Linked DNA regions of Mus musculus: all the other regions are linked to region 6. The links are chromatin contacts, called in public Hi-C, HiChIP or PLAC-seq and promoter capture Hi-C maps. All regions are on one chromosome and are shown on one strand. Each heading gives the region's core, a stretch centred on a gene start, on an enhancer-like site or on the middle of the called end of the contact. The rest is flanking DNA. Distances are from core to core; before and after follow the strand shown. Region 1 has its middle 280 kb from the start of Gm29686. Region 2 has its middle 310 kb from the start of Gm29686. Region 3 has its middle 470 kb from the start of Gm29686. Region 4 has its middle 390 kb from the start of Gm29686. Region 5 has its middle 230 kb from the start of Gm29686. Region 6 holds the start of Cblb (Casitas B-lineage lymphoma b). Region 7 overlaps Alcam (activated leukocyte cell adhesion molecule).

Evidence for each region. Promoter capture Hi-C pulls out the DNA fragments that hold promoters and counts their contacts. A called contact is a pair of places that touch in the nucleus more often than the background predicts. HiChIP or PLAC-seq counts read pairs in DNA pulled down with a chosen protein or histone mark.
Region 1: a Hi-C map of CD8 T cells shows a contact between it and region 6, with 4 times the contacts expected there. The contact joins the enhancer-like site here to the promoter of Cblb in region 6. A contact is called at or near these places in 1 of 39 promoter capture datasets (hippocampal neurons), 3 of 484 Hi-C or Micro-C datasets (CD8 T cells, Th1 cells and pre-hematopoietic stem cells) and 8 of 115 datasets of contacts at active chromatin or transcription factors (CD8 T cells, the SCID.adh cell line, bone marrow-derived macrophages and 4 more).
Region 2: a contact with region 6 is called in a Hi-C map of Th2 cells, with 1.7 times the contacts expected there. The contact joins the enhancer-like site here to the promoter of Cblb in region 6. A contact is called at or near these places in 2 of 39 promoter capture datasets (3T3-L1-derived adipocytes and hippocampal neurons), 1 of 15 datasets of contacts at CTCF or cohesin (pro-B cells), 4 of 484 Hi-C or Micro-C datasets (CD8 T cells, Th1 cells, Th2 cells and 1 more) and 8 of 115 datasets of contacts at active chromatin or transcription factors (CD8 T cells, the NIH/3T3 cell line, bone marrow-derived macrophages and 4 more).
Region 3: an H3K27ac HiChIP or PLAC-seq map of differentiating embryonic stem cells shows a contact between it and region 6, with 4 times the contacts expected there. The contact joins the enhancer-like site here to the promoter of Cblb in region 6. A contact is called at or near these places in 5 of 39 promoter capture datasets (the 3T3-L1 cell line, 3T3-L1-derived adipocytes, cranial neural crest and 2 more), 1 of 15 datasets of contacts at CTCF or cohesin (pro-B cells), 1 of 484 Hi-C or Micro-C datasets (the N1E-115 cell line) and 6 of 115 datasets of contacts at active chromatin or transcription factors (bone marrow-derived macrophages, differentiating embryonic stem cells, embryonic hindbrain and 3 more).
Region 4: an H3K4me3 HiChIP or PLAC-seq map of embryonic limb bud shows a contact between it and region 6, with 2.4 times the contacts expected there. The contact joins the enhancer-like site here to the promoter of Cblb in region 6. A contact is called at or near these places in 2 of 39 promoter capture datasets (cranial neural crest and hippocampal neurons), 5 of 115 datasets of contacts at active chromatin or transcription factors (bone marrow-derived macrophages, embryonic hindbrain, embryonic limb bud and 2 more) and 1 of 9 other capture datasets (adipose tissue).
Region 5: a promoter capture Hi-C map of hippocampal neurons shows a contact between it and region 6, with 5 times the contacts expected there. The contact joins the enhancer-like site here to the promoter of Cblb in region 6. A contact is called at or near these places in 2 of 39 promoter capture datasets (cranial neural crest and hippocampal neurons), 2 of 15 datasets of contacts at CTCF or cohesin (CD8 T cells and pro-B cells), 4 of 484 Hi-C or Micro-C datasets (CD8 T cells, adipose-derived mesenchymal stem cells, uterus and 1 more) and 5 of 115 datasets of contacts at active chromatin or transcription factors (CD8 T cells, bone marrow-derived macrophages, differentiating embryonic stem cells and 1 more).
Region 7: a FOXA1 HiChIP or PLAC-seq map of pancreatic cancer cells shows a contact between it and region 6. The contact joins the enhancer-like site here to the promoter of Cblb in region 6. A contact is called at or near these places in 2 of 39 promoter capture datasets (liver and pre-B cells), 5 of 484 Hi-C or Micro-C datasets (Sertoli cells, cerebral cortex, embryonic stem cells and 2 more) and 2 of 115 datasets of contacts at active chromatin or transcription factors (embryonic forebrain and pancreatic cancer cells).

What each region holds. Positions count from the first base shown.
Region 1 is chr16:51,703,766-51,706,544 of GRCm38.p6, reverse strand. No RefSeq gene overlaps it. Among named protein-coding and RNA genes, the nearest start is that of Gm29686, 280 kb to the left of the region's middle. Within about 2 kb of position 1,279, at least 27 of the 459 cell types and tissues checked have an H3K27ac peak or open chromatin away from gene starts, as enhancers often do. A contact at or near this core is called in CD8 T cells, the SCID.adh cell line, Th1 cells and 3 more, where this site is marked.
Region 2 is chr16:51,673,951-51,676,776 of GRCm38.p6, reverse strand. No RefSeq gene overlaps it. Among named protein-coding and RNA genes, the nearest start is that of Gm29686, 310 kb to the left of the region's middle. Within about 2 kb of position 1,501, at least 36 of the 459 cell types and tissues checked have an H3K27ac peak or open chromatin away from gene starts, as enhancers often do. A contact at or near this core is called in CD8 T cells, Th1 cells, Th2 cells and 5 more, where this site is marked.
Region 3 is chr16:51,520,170-51,523,027 of GRCm38.p6, reverse strand. No RefSeq gene overlaps it. Among named protein-coding and RNA genes, the nearest start is that of Gm29686, 470 kb to the left of the region's middle. Within about 2 kb of position 1,482, at least 15 of the 459 cell types and tissues checked have an H3K27ac peak or open chromatin away from gene starts, as enhancers often do. A contact at or near this core is called in second pharyngeal arch cranial neural crest, where this site is marked.
Region 4 is chr16:51,597,085-51,599,909 of GRCm38.p6, reverse strand. No RefSeq gene overlaps it. Among named protein-coding and RNA genes, the nearest start is that of Gm29686, 390 kb to the left of the region's middle. Within about 2 kb of position 1,274, at least 1 of the 459 cell types and tissues checked has an H3K27ac peak or open chromatin away from gene starts, as enhancers often do. A contact at or near this core is called in embryonic limb bud, where this site is marked.
Region 5 is chr16:51,757,319-51,760,018 of GRCm38.p6, reverse strand. No RefSeq gene overlaps it. Among named protein-coding and RNA genes, the nearest start is that of Gm29686, 230 kb to the left of the region's middle. Within about 2 kb of position 1,403, at least 28 of the 459 cell types and tissues checked have an H3K27ac peak or open chromatin away from gene starts, as enhancers often do. A contact at or near this core is called in hippocampal neurons and uterus, where this site is marked.
Region 6 is chr16:52,030,139-52,032,934 of GRCm38.p6, reverse strand. Cblb (Casitas B-lineage lymphoma b) reads right to left here and starts at 1,386. Exons shown (of 18, transcript NM_001033238.1): 1 at 1,250-1,386.
Region 7 is chr16:52,437,130-52,440,070 of GRCm38.p6, reverse strand. All of the region lies in intron 1 of Alcam (activated leukocyte cell adhesion molecule), which reads left to right. Among named protein-coding and RNA genes, the nearest start is that of Alcam, 14 kb to the left of the region's middle. Within about 2 kb of position 1,355, at least 30 of the 459 cell types and tissues checked have an H3K27ac peak or open chromatin away from gene starts, as enhancers often do. A contact at or near this core is called in liver and pancreatic cancer cells, where this site is marked.

The sequences.
Region 1 (2,779 bases), core at 30-2,529, 330 kb after region 6:
ATTGAGGGAAATCAAATCCAGTGAATGTATAATCCCATGTCAGGCAATGAGAAATTGGAAATCATCGTGCATCCAGCTCATTGCCACTCTTGCACAAGAGGTGGTACATCTCATGAACACCAGTATAGGCATTACATGAACTCATTGATTTTTTTTATACAGTAAATATTTAAGAACCAAACTTTATTATAAAATAATAACCAAACTGTATTATTAATATGCATGCTTTGTACTTAAACTGTTTAAAATTCTAGATCAATGACATATTCACTTTGCCAATAAGAAAACTGAAGTAGAGAAGTAGAGAGAGTCTGTACTACCTATTCAGGCCCCCAATTAACAAGTGATGGGACCAGGGTTTCATATCAGAAAAAGGAGTTTGAAGTCCATATTGTTGATTCCCAAATGATGCCACCGCTCTTTTATGTGGCAATAATGAAACTAATTCTTTGTGTAAGTATCAATTAAATGGAATGAAGTCATTATATTCAGAGGGTATATCTTTATTTGCAAAGAGACCTATGCCAGAGAATTTAATTTTGAATGATACCTAAGGCTAAAATTTAGCTAGCTGTCTCTTCCAAATGTCAGTGATTTAATTTTATTCTAACCGAGGCTTTATAGTCATTCATTATTTTGAATTGTTTACAATGCTTTTCTATTGCAAGATATATGTGGTTTTTTTTTTTTTTTAGTGTGTGTGTGTGTGTGTGTGTGTGTGTGTGTGTGTGTGTGTGTGTGTGTGTTGCAAATAGAACCAATACACTGGATACTTCAATCTTAACATTGAATTTAGTACTAAACACACACACATACACACACACACACACACACACAGAGAGAGAGAGAGAGAGAGAGAGAGAGAGATTTGGATAAAATTCCTTGCTCCCAAATTCACCTTTTAAATAAATGCAAACACTCAAATTCTCCAAGTTTTGAAAGAATGTATTGAAGAATATTTAAGCAATTTTAAGCACCCTCCTGCTTTTAAAAAGAAAACTTCTATGCTACAGAAAGAGAAGAAAGGACAGTTGTTTTCTGTCACACATTAGACACTCAAATGGGTACCTCCCTTAACTGCCTGGAAGAAGTGCGCTGTTGGTTTCTAATCATTTTTTTTATTTTTCAGATAAAATGGGGGTGTGATTCAGTTTTCCACACCAAGGTGGTCCCTGAGAGAAAACCTTAGATATATAGTGGAGAATTTAGGTTACAGCTTAGGTGTCTCCACTATTTCCTTTTAGACAAACCACATGTGAGAGAACCTCAACCTGAAAGTGTCACCAGTTACATGCCTATTCTTTCCTGTGCATTTTAAAGGTCCCGTCTCAGCTTTCAAGTGTGGCCTTGCTTGGCATCTTTCTATAAATAAATGTACTCATCAGAATAAAAGAGTCATTCCAGTTCTCAACTGAAAGGTCACTGTAAGCAACACCTACAGAGGTGAGAGCAGACCTGTCTTGAAAGCAAGCATACACCAATGGGCACGTAGATCATATTTTTCAAAGATCTTCAATAGCCAAAATGATCTGATAAAGGTAAAAGAACACGAGCAAGGCAGGGATAAGCATTAACTGTGAGTTCCGTGCACATGTCACATGATAGGAGGTACATAGAATCCACATCCAGTTAAAGATTAAGCACTGATTTTTTTACCTTCCTCTTATTGATGTGGCATCTGCAAGTGTTGAGAAATAAATAATATTCACGTGCCTTCGTTATGAGAGAAGAAACTTACAGTTTTATGATTTCTGTGATACTCTGGGATTTTAGACAATACTAAGTGGTGAAGGCTGAAAATAGATGAGAACATGAAGATCACACAAAACCCTTAGAAAACTGGAATTAGAAATAAAACCGTAGCCCCCAGCATTAGTTTTGGCATTTTTATGCTAGCAGTAGCTTGTTATAAATAAAAGAAAAATGTCAAATAAGTGTGAAAATGTGCCACGGACTCCTGCTATACGAGTTTCTGAGGCATTTTGAAGATTTCCCATACCTAGGGTCAAGAATCAAGCATTTTATTTTGAATATAAGGTGCACACTTTCAATATAGAACAGGCTGGTCTTGAATTCATTGATATTTTATAAGCCATTGAATTCATTAGTTTATTCAGAATATGTATATATATGTCATACATATATACACATACATACATACATACATACATACATGTTTGTTTACTATTTGAGAGTGCTGAGCTTTGGTAGTGTAATTATTAATCAGATCATCATCCAGTGTGGTGATGGCTAAGATATAGAATGTCTGAGATAGTGTGATAGAGGAATGACTTTCTGAAAAAGTTGTTTTCTGATCCTGTACAATGAATAAATCAGGTCTAGAGAGGGTGGAAGTTGGTTGCAGCCTTTGGATCCATGAGTGCTGTTCTGCTGAACATGCAAGCCAAGAGCACACTACGTAAGGTAAGCCTGGTGGCACAGGTTATGACAGGCTGTGTGAGAGATGAAAGAATTTCAGTATTTCATCAATGAGGTAGGTCAAGGATTCAGAAGAAAAGGGTAAGGTCACATTGTTGCTAAAACAATTGTGAATATCTATAAGTGGAATGGGACAAGAATGTTAGGAAACTATATTGGCACCATGAATGGGCTGTTATGAGCATTTAGAAGTAGCCAACTAGAGTAACAGTACTCAGACAAGGAAGGATGGAAGGGTAGCAACAGCAGACTAGATCAGTGGGTATATTTACAACATGAACAGACACTCCGGGAAAACTACTCAATGTGGAAAGATAGGGAGTTGTCTGGAAAAGCTCAG
Region 2 (2,826 bases), core at 252-2,751, 360 kb after region 6:
ACTGTTTTTATTAGGACTTATATTCTCCTACTACTCTATTTTGATGTAGCCTGTTATTCAGGAAGAAGATGAGGATGGTACCTGTAGATAATGGATACATCACTGGACAGCTGCTTGGGGTCTCAAATTCTAAACATCAATCTTATGATTTATATAATGGGTTTTATAAATAATTTGCCAATATCACAGGCGTTGTGAGAGAGAGATATTTTGATTTTGTTGTTGTTTTTAGGAGGCAAGTTCAAGTACAAAGTTTACTGTGGAGCTTTCTTTGCATCTTGAATTTCCTTGTGTGTTTGGTAACTTTACCTAGCATCCATTAGTTCATAGGTTGAAACTTGGGCCTTCAACTTTATGTCAATGACTTCTAGTCTGCTATGAATGCACTAGAGATTGCCAGTTAACAATCACTGGTTGCTAACTGTGGTACCCAAAGAAAATCACAGTTGGTACCTTCCTCATGGGGGTCTGTGCACCCAGTAAGAGCTCCAGCTGTAGATACCCCGACAAAGAAGCCTGTTTAAACCAGTATTCTAATACCTAATCAATCAGAAAGTTCAAAGCATACAGTCCTCCCACTTAAGAGTGTCGGGGGAGGGCTGTTACTGCACCATCTCAGAGCCGGAAATTCTTGCTTCCTCTACAAGCAGCCATCTGGATCCACTATTACTAAAGGACACAGATCCAATTACAAACATGTATTTGTGAAGGAAACTTACAGTATCTTTGAAAGGAGTCTCTCGTACTTGAAGTCAAGGTCTGCTGAAGTTTACCTGTTAGAAATCAACTTAGGTTAAAAAAAAAGAGAGAGAGAGAGATACCTCAAGATAGAAAGAAAGTGAGAATAAAGGAGAAATGCAAATAAAATAGATCTCTTGGCTTTTTTCCTTATTCAAACTCTTAAATCTATTGAGAATGTTGGAAATTTTTCTTTGCTTACAGCATCCCCTTTCTTTCCTTCTTTCTCTCTCTCTCTCTCTTTCTTTCTTTCTTTCTTTCTTTCTTTCTTTCTTTCTTTCTTTCTTTCTTTCTTTCTTTCTCCTCTTCCCTCCCTCCCTCCCTCCCTCCCTCCCTCCCTCCCTCCCTCCCTCCCTCCCTTCCTTCCTTCCTTCCTTCTTTCTTTTCTTTCTGTCTTTCTTTCTTATTTTTTATTCGATATTTTCTTCATTTACATTTAAAATGTTATCCCCCTTTCCTAGTTTCCTCTCTGAACGTCTCCTATACCCTCCCCCTGACCAAAGTCCCCAACGTACCCACTCCCGCATCCTGGCCCTGGCATTCCCCTGTACTGGGGCATATAATCTTCGCAAGACCAAGGGCTTCTCCTCCCATTGATGGCCAAAGGAAATGACTGTAGCATGTAATCTTTCATAACAGAGAAAATGATCAAACTCAGGTTAGAAAGCAAGGAAAAGATGAAAGCTTTGAAAGACTTAGAACTTTGCTGACGTACAGACTGAGGCTGGGAAAGGCTAAGAGGCAGGAAGTGCTGTTGCTATTGCTTCTGAGGTTGTATTTCATAGTTTCCACTTTGGTTAACTGGAAGGAAACTGGGTGATTGGGGGTAGTTGTGTTATCGATCACATCAGTTTTCTGCTTTGTTTCTATTTTTTTCTTAAAGCATTACTCTTTTCTATGCAGGAAGGTCTAGGAATCATTAACCTACCATATTGTATGCCACAATCAAATGCTTTGCTACAAAGATGGGGAATATTGAAATTGGCACTGGTGGATGTCATCCTTAAGTCACAGAGGGAGTTGTAAATGTAGTCTTAGAGATCAGACGTTCAGAGGAAACCAAATATCATCTATGATCCTTGTTTCTAGACTCAGAGTTGCTCCACTACGAGGATTCTCATAGCACATTTGCATAAATACACAATTTTTCATAGAGAGGTTTACCATTTTTAAAATACATACAACCCGACTGATTTGATTTTCAAAAAGTGCTTCCATCAAGATTATTTTTTAAAAAAACAAAACAAAAGAAGAACTGACACTTGCGATGTAGGTCCTGTGATGTCCTGTCACTGGACAGGACACTGAATCAATCAGCTCCTGTCTGCATGAAGTTCATGGTCAGTGCTATGACCTGGACATGCAGATGAAGATGAATTCCATCACATCTGAGGGATACCAGCCCCCAAAACTCTCAACGAACTGTTCTCAATGGATTTACCTTTGTCTTATGTGAGGTTTTCAAGCTTGCTGAGGACTGAGCTATTACGAAATATTGAATAGATGTTTAATAAATATTTCTAGATTAGTATATATCAGACTGATAACTCTAATTCAGTGCAACTCACATTAATACTAAGGAAACCTGCTTGTCAGTGAGCCAGAAATGACAGCTACCTAGGCTAATATAAAACCTCAATGTCAGTCCTATGAACTCAGTATAAAAGTAATCTCATGGATTTCTGCCCAGTATTATTAGATCAGTGAAAAGAAAAGTTTGTGGCATCTGAAAGAAACAGTCCCTACTTTACAGACATGCTATGTAAAGAACAAACATCTATAGTCATTCTGAAGATAGCAACATGAAGAAAGCTTCAGCGTTTTTTTTTTTTTTAATTGGATATTTTATTTATTTACATTTCAAATGTTATCCCCTCTCCGGGTTTCCATCTGCAACCCTCCTATTCCATCCCCCTTTACCCTGCTTCTCTGAGGGTGCTCCCCAACTCACCTACCCACTCCTGCCTCACTGCCCTAGCATTTCTCTACATTAGGGCGTCGAGCCTTCACAGAACCAGGGCCTCCCCTCCCATTGTTGCCAGATAAGGCCTCTTCAACTCCTTCAGTCCTTTCCCTAATCCCTCCATT
Region 3 (2,858 bases), core at 233-2,732, 510 kb after region 6:
GGAATCAAACTCCAGTCCTCTGAAAGAGCATCCAGTCTTATTTACTCCCAAGATATCTCTCCAGCTCTTGCTTTCCTTTAAGCCATGCTTCTTTCAAATACAGGATATCACAAAATATAATAAAGCCAGTTTTAACAACCACTAAAACTTCTCATTTTTTGCTTCAGAAAGTTTTGCTCTTTAGAAAGAATATGATGCTGATGAACTAGAAATGCCATTGTATCCTTGACTCTAACTTCCTCCACTCAGAACTAAACTGAAGCCATTAAATAAATGCAATCCAGAAATGATGTGACTTGCGGCAAAGATGTAAATTGTTAACTCAAACTTTCATGTTATACATAATAATTATAACTATAAGAAAAACCAGAATCTGTTACTACAGCAAAAATACAGTTTCACAATCACTTCAATGAATCCTTCAATGCAAATATTTTATCTCTCTTACTGCTTCCAATTTGACAAGATGAAACACAACATATGCTACACACACCATAATATCCCTCCTAAACCCAGAGCAGAGTTCTGTAATCAAAGACACTGGATTGTAAAGTACAAACACTCTGTGCATAAATGAAGAATATTCATAGCTTTATGTGAGGTAAGGTGAGTTTTAACTGTGAGTTGAGTTCAACTAAGGTTGAATTACACCAGAAAATGCATGAAAATCAACTCTAGTCTTTTGGATCTCATGGATTTTAAAATTTTGAATACGAGGTGTAGACTGTCATAATGATTCAGTGGGCTATTGTTTGGGGATGAATAAAAAGATGATATTTTCAAAAACTGGAAAAAAAAACAAACTTAATGTCTTCTCCTAAATAATATAGAGAATCTTGACAACAGAGCTATGCAGGTAATTATAGATTTTCTTTAAAATATAGCTGCAAACCACTTTTAACCAGCTCCAGCCCTGGGTGTTGAGACTGCCCATTTGAATGGTGTATTCCATCTGGCCAGGATCCTATTCTACCCTTATTACCACTAAATAAATATTTAGATGTCAAAGGTAACCAACCCTTCCAACTGTTTGGCCCTGTACTGCTTCAGCGTGCCTGATTGTTTCCTTGGGGAAAACAGTGATGTTTGGTGGTAATTGGATACTGCCTTTCCACAGGGAGTCACATACCCAGATGCCAACCATAGCTGAGGGGAATCTGATTTGCAGCTCAAGTAAAACAAAGTCATTTACTTCTTTTGTGGCTTTGCAAAGGCAATTAAATCAGAACAGCTGCTGCATACTGGAATAAGGCAGAAAGGCAAGTAAGGTGTGTGTGTGTGTGTGTGTGTGTGCGCGCGCGCGCGCCTGCGCGTGCACTCGCGCTCCTAGCATTACAAACTGGGTATAAATAAGCAAATTTCAAGCTTATTTTAATTCTTTCAAGGAAGCTGTCATTGGGAAAATACAAAAAGAACAGAGGAGAGCTTTGTCAATGAGCATATTTACCATCCATCTCTGCTTTTCTTCCCTGTCACCTTTAATTCTGGGATGCATTGTCACGAGTTAAGTGATCCCGCACACAGCTCTCAGCTCAGGGACTCCAGCCATGAGAGAGTTTAAATTTGCCACATCTTGATCTTCTACTAACAACATTTGTCACAATTCAAATAAACATTTACCTCTGTTGCTAAATGTTTTTTCTTGACAATCCATGGCCTTTGTTTTGACTTTGCTATCTGTCCTCCTGAGGCTGTTTGCCTTAATCTCACTAACCTGATGGATCAAGGATTGAATCTTGTTGAAGTAAAGAGCAATAGAAATTGTTTCTATTCACACCGCCCTTTGAAATGCCCCCTCTTCAAATTTAACTTAAATAGTTTCCTTTCCCATCTTGCATTTTCCATTAAGAAAAAGTCATCTTCTTCATAGGTGACAAATGGATTATATTACCACCCACAGCGGCAGTAGGCTAGGTAGTAGATAATTATGTTCTGGCGCATGTCTTTCATTAAAATACCATTTCTTCCACCAAAACCCTCAGTGAGGCAAATCTCAAAGGGCTCCTTAGGAGTGAGTAAGAAGGAAGACTCAGGTTATTGGGCAACCCTAAACAGGCTGGAGTGCTGTGGCTTGTGAGGTGACATTAATGAGGCTGAGTAATGCAAGCAGACAAAGCCTGATCAATGGGACTCCCTGGGGGAGGGTGATCTGACAAATATAGGTTCCATGACAAGTACAGTTTTCTAACAATCCGAGGCCTTATTTACTGGTTGATTGCCATGAAGAAGAGCGAGTTCACAAGGAGGTTTGGGATTCAATGAAGAAATCACCCCCAGAGGCTAGAAGAATGGGGATTGATGGTTTTATCAATTACGGGTTTATTGGTATTCATACCCTTCATCCTGGTACAGCAGTGAAATCACTGGCTAAGGGACCCCATCAAGGAATTATTCAATGGCAATTTGTGGTGAAGAATGATACACCTGGGCCTGACAATTTTATCGTTGCCAAATATGTCTAAATATGTCAAAGATGAGAAGCGATGCCATCCAGTTTATTGGTTTCTAAAATATCCTGATGCATACCAATTCTGGCTTTGTTTTGAATTTTCAGTTTATGGAGTCTCCTAGTGGCTTCAAATACCCAAGAGAGACAGAACAATAGCTTTGAAACCCAAACTGGAAAGGGTTGGCTGTGCTTTCTTTGCATTGAACTAGGTTGAAAACCTGGTGTTAGAGTAATTGTTTCCATTTTACTTCATAACACATAGGTAGAAGCAGACAGGAGAAGAAGAGGATTTTAAGGCTTTTGTAGAGGTACAATATTTTTGTTGAAGGGAATGTAGAAATACTCAGGTGGAATGAGATGAAGAGTTTCTACCCAGACTTGCACCTTGAGGGTTGGTCCTTGCATCTGA
Region 4 (2,825 bases), core at 25-2,524, 430 kb after region 6:
GATATTTCAGCTCTGAAGTTACAAGGTTAGGACCCCTGGGATCATTTCTTCAATGTTATCATTGACATAAAAATATAGGTTTTCAATAATTCCTTACTTGATTCACATTTTCTTATTTTTTGTGACATATTTCCATCAAAAAATATTATTGTTTATCTAACAGCCCCTTCCAGAACTGCACTTTATGCCTGCCAAGTTAAAGCACAATCAAGACCTGGGCTGCTGCATTTGGTATTTCAGAAGCAAGTGTGACTTCACAGTGAAAGGTTTAGAGGCTGATGAAACCTGCCACTTACAAGAAATGGAAGAGTTAGCAGCATGTATGTTAACTCCCTGTCTTTCAGGCAAGACGTGGCTTTAGAAAAACCAATTTTTGCCTCTTTCAAAATTCATCTTCAAGTTTGCCTGATGTCTAACACAAAAGTATATATTGTATTATTTATTCTCTTCTCTATCCTCAGAAAGGAAGATGTTTTCTTATAAGATGTGCCAATAGGCTGGCTTAGGTGAGTTATACAAGATTGAAGATGACTGGCACCTGTGAATTTTATTTAAAACCTTGATACCATCATATTTTTTTTATAAGAAAATGTCATCTCTCCAAAATACTATCTTAAACATGGATTATTAAACATATTTTCTTATTGTTTACATTCTCTGTTTAGAAGTCTGAATTTGGGACTGGGAATATAGCTCAGTGGGAATATAACTAAGGAGAATACATCCTTAGCAAGTGCAAGACCCTAGGTTTAATCCTCAATATCTTGCACAATGCACACCAAAGCATTAAATTGTAATTTCTTAGATCCAACAGAAAAACTCTGTTGATGTATGGCATGTACATACTGAAATTTGACATCATCTTCAGCATAGCCTCTTTTATTATTTAATATAGAATCTTTGCTCTTTCTTTGCTGAAAGAAATAGAAAGTCCAAAGAATTAAAGTAGGTGATGGTGTTCTCACTACAAGACCACGCACATCACTTCTGAAAAATGTTCTGGTAAAAAAGAGTTGTAAACACACCTAGAATTTTAGGGATACGGAAAAGGTCTTCTACAGCTATTCTACACCTTTTCTACACTCAGTGATTCAGTACTTAATCTGAATGTTGGAGACATTTCACTAGATCTAAAGTGCTGGGAGTTGAATTTTTTCCTCCAAAAGCAATCACACGGTTGGTTTAATGAACATCAAAGGTAAGAGGTAGCTCCACGTAACAAGCTCCCTGCTGGTGTTGTCTGTTTGGACCTAAGCCAAGCCAGACATCCAAAGGGTCCATTAGTGGTAATGAGAAAGGAACACAAAATAAAATGTGCTACCACTTAAAACTTTACGGCAAGTATGGCTTCAGTGGCAAGCCAGCACATCAAAAGGACCTTGCTCATTTGCCATATCAATCTCTCTCTTTCTCCCTCTCTCTCTCTTTTCACTTGAAAGTATGATAAAGCATGATATGTATTTTGTGAGTTACTATTTACATTTTCTGAAAAGTCCAAAAGGGATGATGAAAATGGATATTTAGCTAAGTGACCATTAGAGAAATGAAGGGTATGCATAACTGTTAGAATATAACAGTTATGTTCATGTAATTTTTTTGAAAGATAAGGCTCACATTTAAAAAGGCAATCACTAAATTGATGATTACACATAATACATAATTTTTTTTGGAAATTTGCTGCTGCTTAATGCTCTACAAAGATGAGAACATAAATAAGAAATTGCAAGGAAATAAATTCTCCTTTATATCAGCTTATCTTATTTTTAGATTCCATCTTATCAATGTGAAATAGCCTTTGCAAGATGATAAAATGATAGGATAATTATATCTTAATTAAGTTTTGGAGGATTTAATTTTCACCATAAGTATAGTCCAAAGATTAAATTATAAAATATTTAATGGATGTTAGAGGGCAGGGTTTTGTGGGAGTTTCAAAAGTAGAACTGATTGCATTTTGGCTCACAGCATTACTCCCTCTGGTATAGAGCAAAAGAATGTGCATATAGGAGTAGTTTAAGAAAAAAATAGACAAAGTTCAATACTGTACCAATGACATACCCTAAATTCAAATCCAGCATACAATTCAGAATGATGATGCAATCTCAGGAAAAACTATTGTTTCTCACGGTACTACCAAAACAATTATTTTAGCAAAATAAATTTTATTTAAAGTTATTTTATGGAAGAACCTTCTGGTTTGTATTAGAACCCAGAGAGTAGTGATTTTCAGTTAATAATGTATTCTTTAGTTGAATTTTCTAGTCACCATGCCAATTTTCAACTGTTTTAAAACCTAAATTCCCTTTATGTCTTGCCTTAAAGAACAGAGATTAAATTTATTAGAGGATTACAAATAAAGATAAAAATGTTCAGAAGTCTTTGTTGAAAACAAGTGAATCATCATGGAAACTCAGATGAGCAAACATGCTGCATTCTCTAATTTTGTCTTTGGAGTTACCTTACTCTTTTTTGACTCGGTTCTCATCATCACTACAAGGACGTCCTAGATTTTACACAGAGCATAACTGAAAAGAGTTTTAGAGTCTAACTTCTCAGTGAGTTCCTTTTACTTGCTTAAGTCCTGGGCAACTACTGCCCTTCTCCTCCCTCTCCTTCCCCAATTACCACTCTTACTCCCCATCCCCAGTCTTCTACTTTCCATTCTTCCTTTCTTCTTCCTCCATTCTTCTCTCCATCCCCTGCTTTCCCTCACTTCCTTCCTCCTCTTCCTCCTTCTTTTCTATACTTGGTTGATTTCTTTTTTTTTTTTTTTTCATACCAAATCCTTGAGCCCAGTCGTGTCGTGGACTTGGAATGAAGCTAAG
Region 5 (2,700 bases), core at 154-2,653, 270 kb after region 6:
ATGTAATAGGATGCCTAGATCTTGTGCATGCAATAGATGGATTTCCACATGTTACCTCTTCTAAATGACCTCCCAGAAAACTCTAAAAGAACATTTGTAGCTATATTCTAATCTCACAGTGAGGTCTCATGTGTGTAGTCCAGAGCACACGTTGGTTGAGGGAAGTGGCATGTGTTAGGGGAAGATACCTATGTTAAGAGGCAAACCATTGAGCTAGTACCTGGTTGTGAATTTAATGATACGAATGATCTGTGCAGAGTTTGTTTCTTCGTGTTCTTGTCCATAAAATATGTCTAAAGCTGACACTGATGCTGATATTCAAAAGAACATAGCAGCTGGAATTGCCTGAATGTAGTAGCTCAACTTAGCATCTGGCCCACTGTGAAGCTCTATAAATATTAGCTGTTATTATTTTTGGCCTAAAACTTTGTCTTTAGGGATGAGACTTCAGATTGTCAATATTTCTGATTCTGAATGAGCAGCTTCAGAAAATTGTGTTTACACTCAACAGATCAAAGCTCTGTGAAATGAAATTGTGTTTCAAAAGAACAGATTGTTGCCTCGTGCACAGATGTCTTCCCCCATCCTGAACCAATAGGGCAAAATGTTTTACAGATTGCATGCTTGGCAAGAGCAGAATCCTGAAATAAAACTCCTATTGTTTTTCTTTTACTTAAAAAAAGTTTTAAAAGAGAATTGCAACCTTGGTTATTTATTTTCTTCTATGGGGGAGAAAAAAAGAGCACATCTGTTTGCAATCGCGGATTGAAAGGTCTAAAAATAAATACGTTCTAAAGCAAAGCAAAGAAACTCTGTTGGCACTCTAAATCCGATAGACAGGGAGGCGATGTTTGTTCTGAAGTAGTTTGGCTTCTTGTAAGATCGGGGAGTAGGGGGAAGGGCAGATAATGTAGAATTATACAGTTTTAATGAAGTGGCTTACCACATTAAGATGTGTTATTTTTATTCATCTGGTAAATAGTTTCAGCTGAGACATAATATCTTAACATTTACATTTAAATTATGAGTGTATCCTGCATCTGTCACTCTGTCTACATAGAGATGGTGAAGATAAAGAACAATGATTTCTGGAATTCTCCTCCCATCTGGAATTAACATGCAAAGAGCCAAGTCAGAGAAGATATCTGAGCTATGCACTATTCTCCATTTGCTTTACGTAGGTATATATTTTAAATCAGGATGCCTTTGAAAGATGTTACTGCGTGTGAGCAAGAAAGACAATTTCCTTGTGAAGTAGGCTTAAAGAATACTGCAGTGACCATTTTATGCAGAAATGAACTAAACACTGGTGACCTCCAGGACAGATTTCCCCCGGGGAAGCTCAGATAAACTGAGGTTATAGAGGAGGAGCTGCAAGGACTTAGATGAAAAGAGGGTTTGGATGAATCGAAATAGAAAGCAGATGGAGTCTGGAAATTCGAGGGCTACAGGGACACATTGAAAGACAAACATTGGTGACTCAGATTCAGCCAAGCCAGAAAACCTTTATAATTGCCTACTGAAAGGCAGTTATATGGAGAGAGGGGAGGGGGAGGGAATGGCTTAAAGCTTAAAGATAGATGACAAAGCAGCTAGCAGGTTACCAGCTGGTATAAGAAAAATACAAAAAGCCCCTGCCCTCCTTCGCCAGCTTAGGAAAGAGAATAAAGTTATTCTATGAGGGCTAAACTTGTAGTTTAGATATTAAATAGGAAGTCAGTCTCAAAAACTGACTGATAAATTACTCAAACATTTCAGTTTCATTTGAACCCAGGGTGTTGCATGTTGTATGTTCTGTGCTAGCTGTATGCGTACTAAAGTAGCAGGCAGAATGAATGTCAGTGGGATAAATAAAGGTACAGGGGATCGAACCCTTCAGTGGAGGACAGCACTGTCCCATCTGATGCCATTGCCTTATCTCTACAAAAATGGATAAGTGTATAGTACATTCATTCTTTGCATATGTAAATATGTAAAAGTGGCAGCAACAGAGGCCTTGGCTTGTAGTAGGATACATTAACCTGCCCTCAAAGAAACTGCAAATAACGCCTTACATTTCCTGATAGTGTAAGAATTTCCATCTTTTTCTGCAATCGAAATTTGTGTCTCATTTCCTTGAGTGTGTGATATAAATAAGATTTTATATTGTGTGTGTAGTGTTTATATATTATATACTATTATATATACATATACATATATATATATATATATACACACACACACACAGATATGCATACTCGCACAGTAATTAAAAATACAATATTTTAAAAAGAATGATTCTGTTATGTCTTTAGCTTTTAATATAATTATGATTTCTCTTTCCCCCACCTTTCTATAATAAAGCTCTAAAACCATAAAAAAAAATAAACTCAAGGCTTAGAGTTCCTAAGACCATGGGAAATAAGTGTTTTTCAATGGTCACAACCCACTGTCTGAGAACAGCTTTTACAATCTTTCTTTCCCCTCTTCTTTCCACTCTTCCTCAATGTCTTCTCATATTTAGGTGCTATGAGGTTATGAGAGCAGTAGTTGACTTTCTTTGTGTGTGTGTGTGTGTGTGTGTGTGTGTGTGTGTGTGTGTGTGTATGAAATATCTATATTTGTGTGAAGAATATGTGGTTGTGCATACACTGTGTGTACATATGGAGGTCCTAGGGCAACCTCTGTGTTTTTTTCAGGCTCGATTCACTTTATTTTAAG
Region 6 (2,796 bases), core at 137-2,636:
CTGAACAGGCTCACTTGTACCCATTAATGATATTCTCCGCTGTCTCTGTGACAAAGCCCAGGGTCCCAGATTCAACTTTTTAGTAACCCTGAGTAAGGGCATCCTCCAAGTTAGGAGCCATGACACAAGATTTGCTCTTACAATACTAAAAGTTAAAGATGCATCCTCTGCCCGTGTTCTATGAAGCTACAGCTCAACATCATCAACAAAACAACTTTTAACAGGTAAGAACACAATGTCGTCCCCCCCCCCCCTTCTGCTGTAATCCAGATTCGAAATACTAGAGCTGCAACTCCTAAAATTCACGTTGGGAGCCTCACTTCAGTAGCCTCCTTCACGCTGTTTGATTTCGCCAAGTTATTACATAAATGCAAAGTACTCCACACACGCAAAAGGGACACGTCTCTTGTCAACAAAGGCGGAGGACTTGGATACCCCCCCCGCGCGCCCCGCGCGCGCGCGTCCCCTCTCCATTCCCCCAACACCCCCCCCCCCCGCAAAAGCCAGCAGCTGCGGACACACAAATAGTTCTTTAAAGCAGTGAGGTGAGTAGTTTTTCCCTAGAGCCAAATAAACAAACCAACAAGCAACCCCTTCTTAAAAAGCGGTGAGAACCCGGCAAGGGCGGGCACGCACCGCGGAGTTCACTTCTCCGGTGGTCCCTCTTCTGCCTACCCGGTATCAAGTGGTCCAAAGCTTTGTTTCAGAACGTCTGTACCCTTTCCAGGCTCGGGCCTCTAGCCCGCCACTCAGGGGTCTGGGAAAGAGACGAGGAACTCAGCAAAGATAAAGTAGCCCTAGACCCCGTCCTGGCTTCCCAATCCCACAGCCTGCCCGATCTAGCGCCAGTAGCACGCACCTCCCACCGGCGGCGATCAGCCAGAGTCCGCTCCCTCCCGGGCCCCGGGCCAGCCAGGGACTGCTGTTTAAATCCCCACTTGGCTCAGGCCCGCAGCGGCGACAGCAGCTGGAAGCTAGGGCTGTCCCCTCTCCCTGATGGCCCGCGCCCAGCTGCAGGGCCCCCGAGCCAGCAAGAGACGTCCAACCCCGGGATGACCCATTCCTTCCTCTACTCGGGTCACCGCGGCCGTCCCGAGCCACGCGTGATCGCGGGTCCCACTCCACACACACACGCTGCCCTGGCTGGGGTGGCTCGGGTGGGGACTCTGTGGAATCGCCCTAGGAGAGCGCTCCGGGGAAGGAGCCACCGAGATCTAGGAACACCGAGACGCGGGGACGCGGCAATTACCGTGCAAAAAGCTCCACGCCCGCCCGGCAGTCCCGCGCCACACTCGGGAGGCCGCCGCAGCGCCCGCCGGAGGAGGAGACCACTCACTGGCCACCCCACCCCTGAGCCATCCCCGGAGACCAAGGCGTGGGGCGGAGCTAAGGCGGAGCCTTGAGTCTTCGAACCAATCCTGAGAGGCTGCTTTCTGCCAGACAGCGGGCGGAGCCAATGGGCGGGACGAGACGCTCCTCCCGCGCTACCCCCCAGTCCACGTCCTCCACGGTACACAATGGCCCCAGAGGAAGGCCCACTCCACTGCGTCCCACTTGGAGAAGAACTCGTTGGGAAATGGACCTAGGCTAGCCTGGAACAAAAGTGGAACGAGGAAAGGAACTGAAAAAGTAGCAGCAAGGCGCCGGGGAGCTAACCAATGAGGGGTGCGCAGGTGGGCGTGAGCGCCCCGAGCGGGAGTCTAAGCCAACTGGGGCTAAAAGGCGGGACTTCCTGCCTCACTCACCTTCCTAGTCTTTGTTTCATAGCAACAGAGTAGAGGCTGCCAGGGTGGTGCTGCTTTTCAGCTCTGGGCGGGTCCCAGGCTTAAGAAATTCATCTCCCTAGGGCTGCCAAACTGCTACCCAGGAGAGCAGCCAAATAGGTCCAAGACCATGTTTCTTGTTGACTGTCAAATAAAGAGCAGCAGTCCCATAGCTCCTAAGATGAAGGTTACCCTCACATAGAGTAGGCTAGGAGTAAAACCCGAGTGCCAACTAAAACTTCCTAAATTTCTGAAATGTTTCCCTTTTACTATTAGTTCTAGAAGGATTCCAGATCAAACATCAGGCTGATGAGAAAGCAAATACTTGACAACTCTCAGCTAAATAGTCTCTGTAAATCGTCCCAGGACAGTAAAAACTCCACACAATGGGGATTACTAATCTGTTTGACACCTTTATATTCCAAACAAGTTTTCCCCTGGATTCCAGTAAAGAACTCTGCTGTTGGATTTTTGCCAGAGTCACTTTTCTTCTATGTAGATGAATCTTCATTTTAATGACAACCCTGTTTCTGCCATCCTCTTCCAGTGTTCGTCTCTTTCTGGGCTCCGTCCTTGATAGCCGTGTAAAAGAAAACAGTCTGGTAACGCTTACAGTGAAATGCCAGGGCCCTTCTGTCATCAGAATCACACATTAGACAAGTTCCATGATTCTCTCTATTTGGTTCACCATGCTCGTACCATTTGCCCCAGGTTTACATACCTGGGAGTGATTTCCTCTGTCATTGGTAGTATGGATACACCTCACACCTTGAGCTCCTGGGTGTAATACTTTGCACTTTTTAAAAATGTCATACGTGCATACATGCATAAGCATACATATGTACATACATACATACATACATATAAGCATTTTCTAACCAACTATCCTGATAAATGTGTCTCAGTGGTTCTGCCAATCCCTAATAAGTATTTTAGTGCTACAATTATTACTGTGAAGGCTCCTGAGTGGTCATAGAATGTCCTGCAATCCTAAATTCAGATTGTTATGATTTTCATGTAATGGAAACAACCA
Region 7 (2,941 bases), core at 106-2,605, 410 kb before region 6:
CTATTTTTTTAAGTTTTAGTTTATATTTTCTTAGTGTGTGTGTGTGTGTGTGTGTGTGTGTGTGTGTGTGTGCATCTAAATACAAGTGTAGTTGCCTATGAGGACAACTTGCTGGAGTCAGAGATTTCATGAGCAAATTAATCAGTCATGTGGGCACATAAACACATTTACCCCTAAAACTTATCAAATATAGTACAATAAAATATGAGTTGGGAAAAAAAAATCTGATGTTACAATTTGCAAATGAATTGTAATGAAGACTGAAAAGCAAACCTTCAGAAAATACACAAGACTGGACATGTTGGGTAAGGCCTATGGTCCTAACACTGGAGCTGCTGAGGAAGGAACTGGTTTAAGGCCTGTCTGTAAAATAAAAGGTAGGCTATCTCAGTGCACAGAGGCTGCTGCCACCAAGCCTGTCTGGTTAGGAAAGTTGCTTTTTTCTGTTCTGAGTTGACTTCACAGAGGCTCAGGTCGTCCTCAGTGCTTAAACAGAGGCTAGGATCTGGATTTATTCATAAGTAGAACTTAATTAAATCATTTTCAGGAGCTAAGAGCATTACTCCTCACACTGAGTTTTTGTATAGTTTTCTATTTTCTGCACACTTTATTCTTATCTCTTTCCTCTGTTTCCCATGATTCCCCGCGCTAGCCTTTAGACCTTGATTCCTCATCCCAGAGCAAACATCTGTTTGTGTTTCCTTGAGAATGGTGGAGCTTTCTTTTAAAACGCTAGAGTTTCATGTAAACTTAAGTTAGATTCCCCATTACCAAGCTAGAGACACTTGTGGGCACAGTTATGCAGACAAGATAGGTAAGAAATGACACCTTTCTTCTCTTTGTTAAGCTCAGTGGCTACGGTTCCAAATGCTTTCGTTCCAAACTTCATACTTTGACCCGGAAGCAATCAAAGGCAGTCTGAGCAAATTAACCAGTGAACGTTATCTTTTCCAAGTTTCAATCTGCCTGTACTTAAAATCGTATTAATTGATGAAAGTTCAAGCTGATAAAGTGTTAGTTGCCTTCTTATTTTTACCATGGCTCACTTTCTGAAATAGAAGTTTGGTGATCTCTCCATGAGAGGCTAGAATAACTTGGGAGTAATTGTGTTTTCCACAGTGGTAGGCAGTAGTAGTCACTCTGGATGCTTCCAAGTGAGGTTATTACAGGAATGTCAGGAGGAAATAAAAATATAGTAAAGAATTCCATTTTCCTACAAAAAAAAAGGTAGAGAAAAGAGATAAAGAAAGAAAAAGAGAGAGAGAAACTTGAAACAGCTCAAGCACTTGAAATGTAAAGTCCTCTTTGTTTACTTTTTCTTGATTATTTTGCCTTCTGAAAATATTGCCCAATCTGTTAGCTTTTCCGCTTTAGATGTTTCAGGACATCTAAAAGAGTGTACTAGTGACTTAACTGCAGGCTTAGTGTGCATATTCACGAACCCCAAATCTGTATTATTAAAGGGTTTTTTTTCACACGTAATAAAATGAAAAAAAAAACTTAGAAAACTGACCTTATGCAAACATTCCATGTACCTCATTACTCAGTGGCTTAACTAGGAAACACATAAAGTGAATGTTGATTTATCGCTGTTGTGTCTATAATGAATCTGAATCATAGAAGCTTCCTGGCTACTCAGTGATTGATGATATGGTGACAGGAAAGATTGGAGGAGGAACAAAAGACTCGGCTTAGTTCTTGTACTTAGTTGGGTTAGTCACTGTGGTTTTTTTTTTTCTTCTCAAAGTATTGTTCAACAGTGATATTAGACTGTAGCCTAGTTGGCTCTCTTCCATGGTAATTGTGTGATTTTCTTCCTCTGCCATATAAAAATAATCACTTCATCATCTCGGTTCCGTATTATTTGCACTTTATTTGCCCTCATAACTATGTATTATTAAGAGCTAACCATGGAAAGCTTTACAGATTGAGATACGGAGTGAGAGTGGACCATAAATAAAATAATTGAAATATTGAAATAAAAAAAATGTTACAAGCAGAGTGTGAAATTAGATTAGACAAGGAGTGGAGTAAGCTCTTCCTTATACCATACTAAAGCTACATATTTTTAAATGATTTGCCATTTTTCTCTTTAAGACAGGGGCTTGCTATGTAGCCCAGGCTGGCCTGGACAATGCTGTTGCACAATCTCCTTAGAGTTGCAATTACTAGCACGTGCCTCTACTTCTAGCGAAATAATTTTTTCACCATGCTTTACTGCATTTTTCACAATTTAAATAAAGCTGTATACAAGTTGGAGTTGGCTTGCAAAGAAATACTACAACTAATTAAACGTAATACCTGTCTGTAAGGAAGAAAGCCTGGAGAAGGGAGGGAAGGAGAATAACGGGCTGATAACAGCTAAAAATCCATTTGGCAGATGAAAGCAAAAGCTAGTCCTTTGACGTAGTTTGACACTTTTCAAAGAAAGATCAGGCGCCACTATTTTTTTTTATAACACTGCCAAATATGATAGTCACTTTTCTACCTGAAATATTTTCTATTGTAGCATACTCTGGGTAAAAATTTTTATAATTATTTTCAACTTAGGAATTCATATGAAAGAAGAATATCATTGATAAATTTAGTGAGAGTGCCCTTGTATTCCTTAACCATAAAGTAGTTAGAATGGAAGGTTACAATTTTTAGTTCTGCGGATTTGCCTTGATGATTGAGTCGTTGAACCTAAAGGTTCATGACTACAGAAATACTTACTTAAGAAAACATACCAGCACCTGACCAATACAGATGCAGATACTCACAGACAACCATCAGACTGAGCTCGGGAAACCCCAATGGAAAAGCAAGGGGAAGGACTGAAGGAACTGAAGGGGATTGCAACCTCAGAGGAAGAACAATATCACCTAACCGGACCAGAGATCCCAGAGACTAAACTAGGAACCAAGGAGTATACCTGGAGGGATTCATGGCTGCAGATACC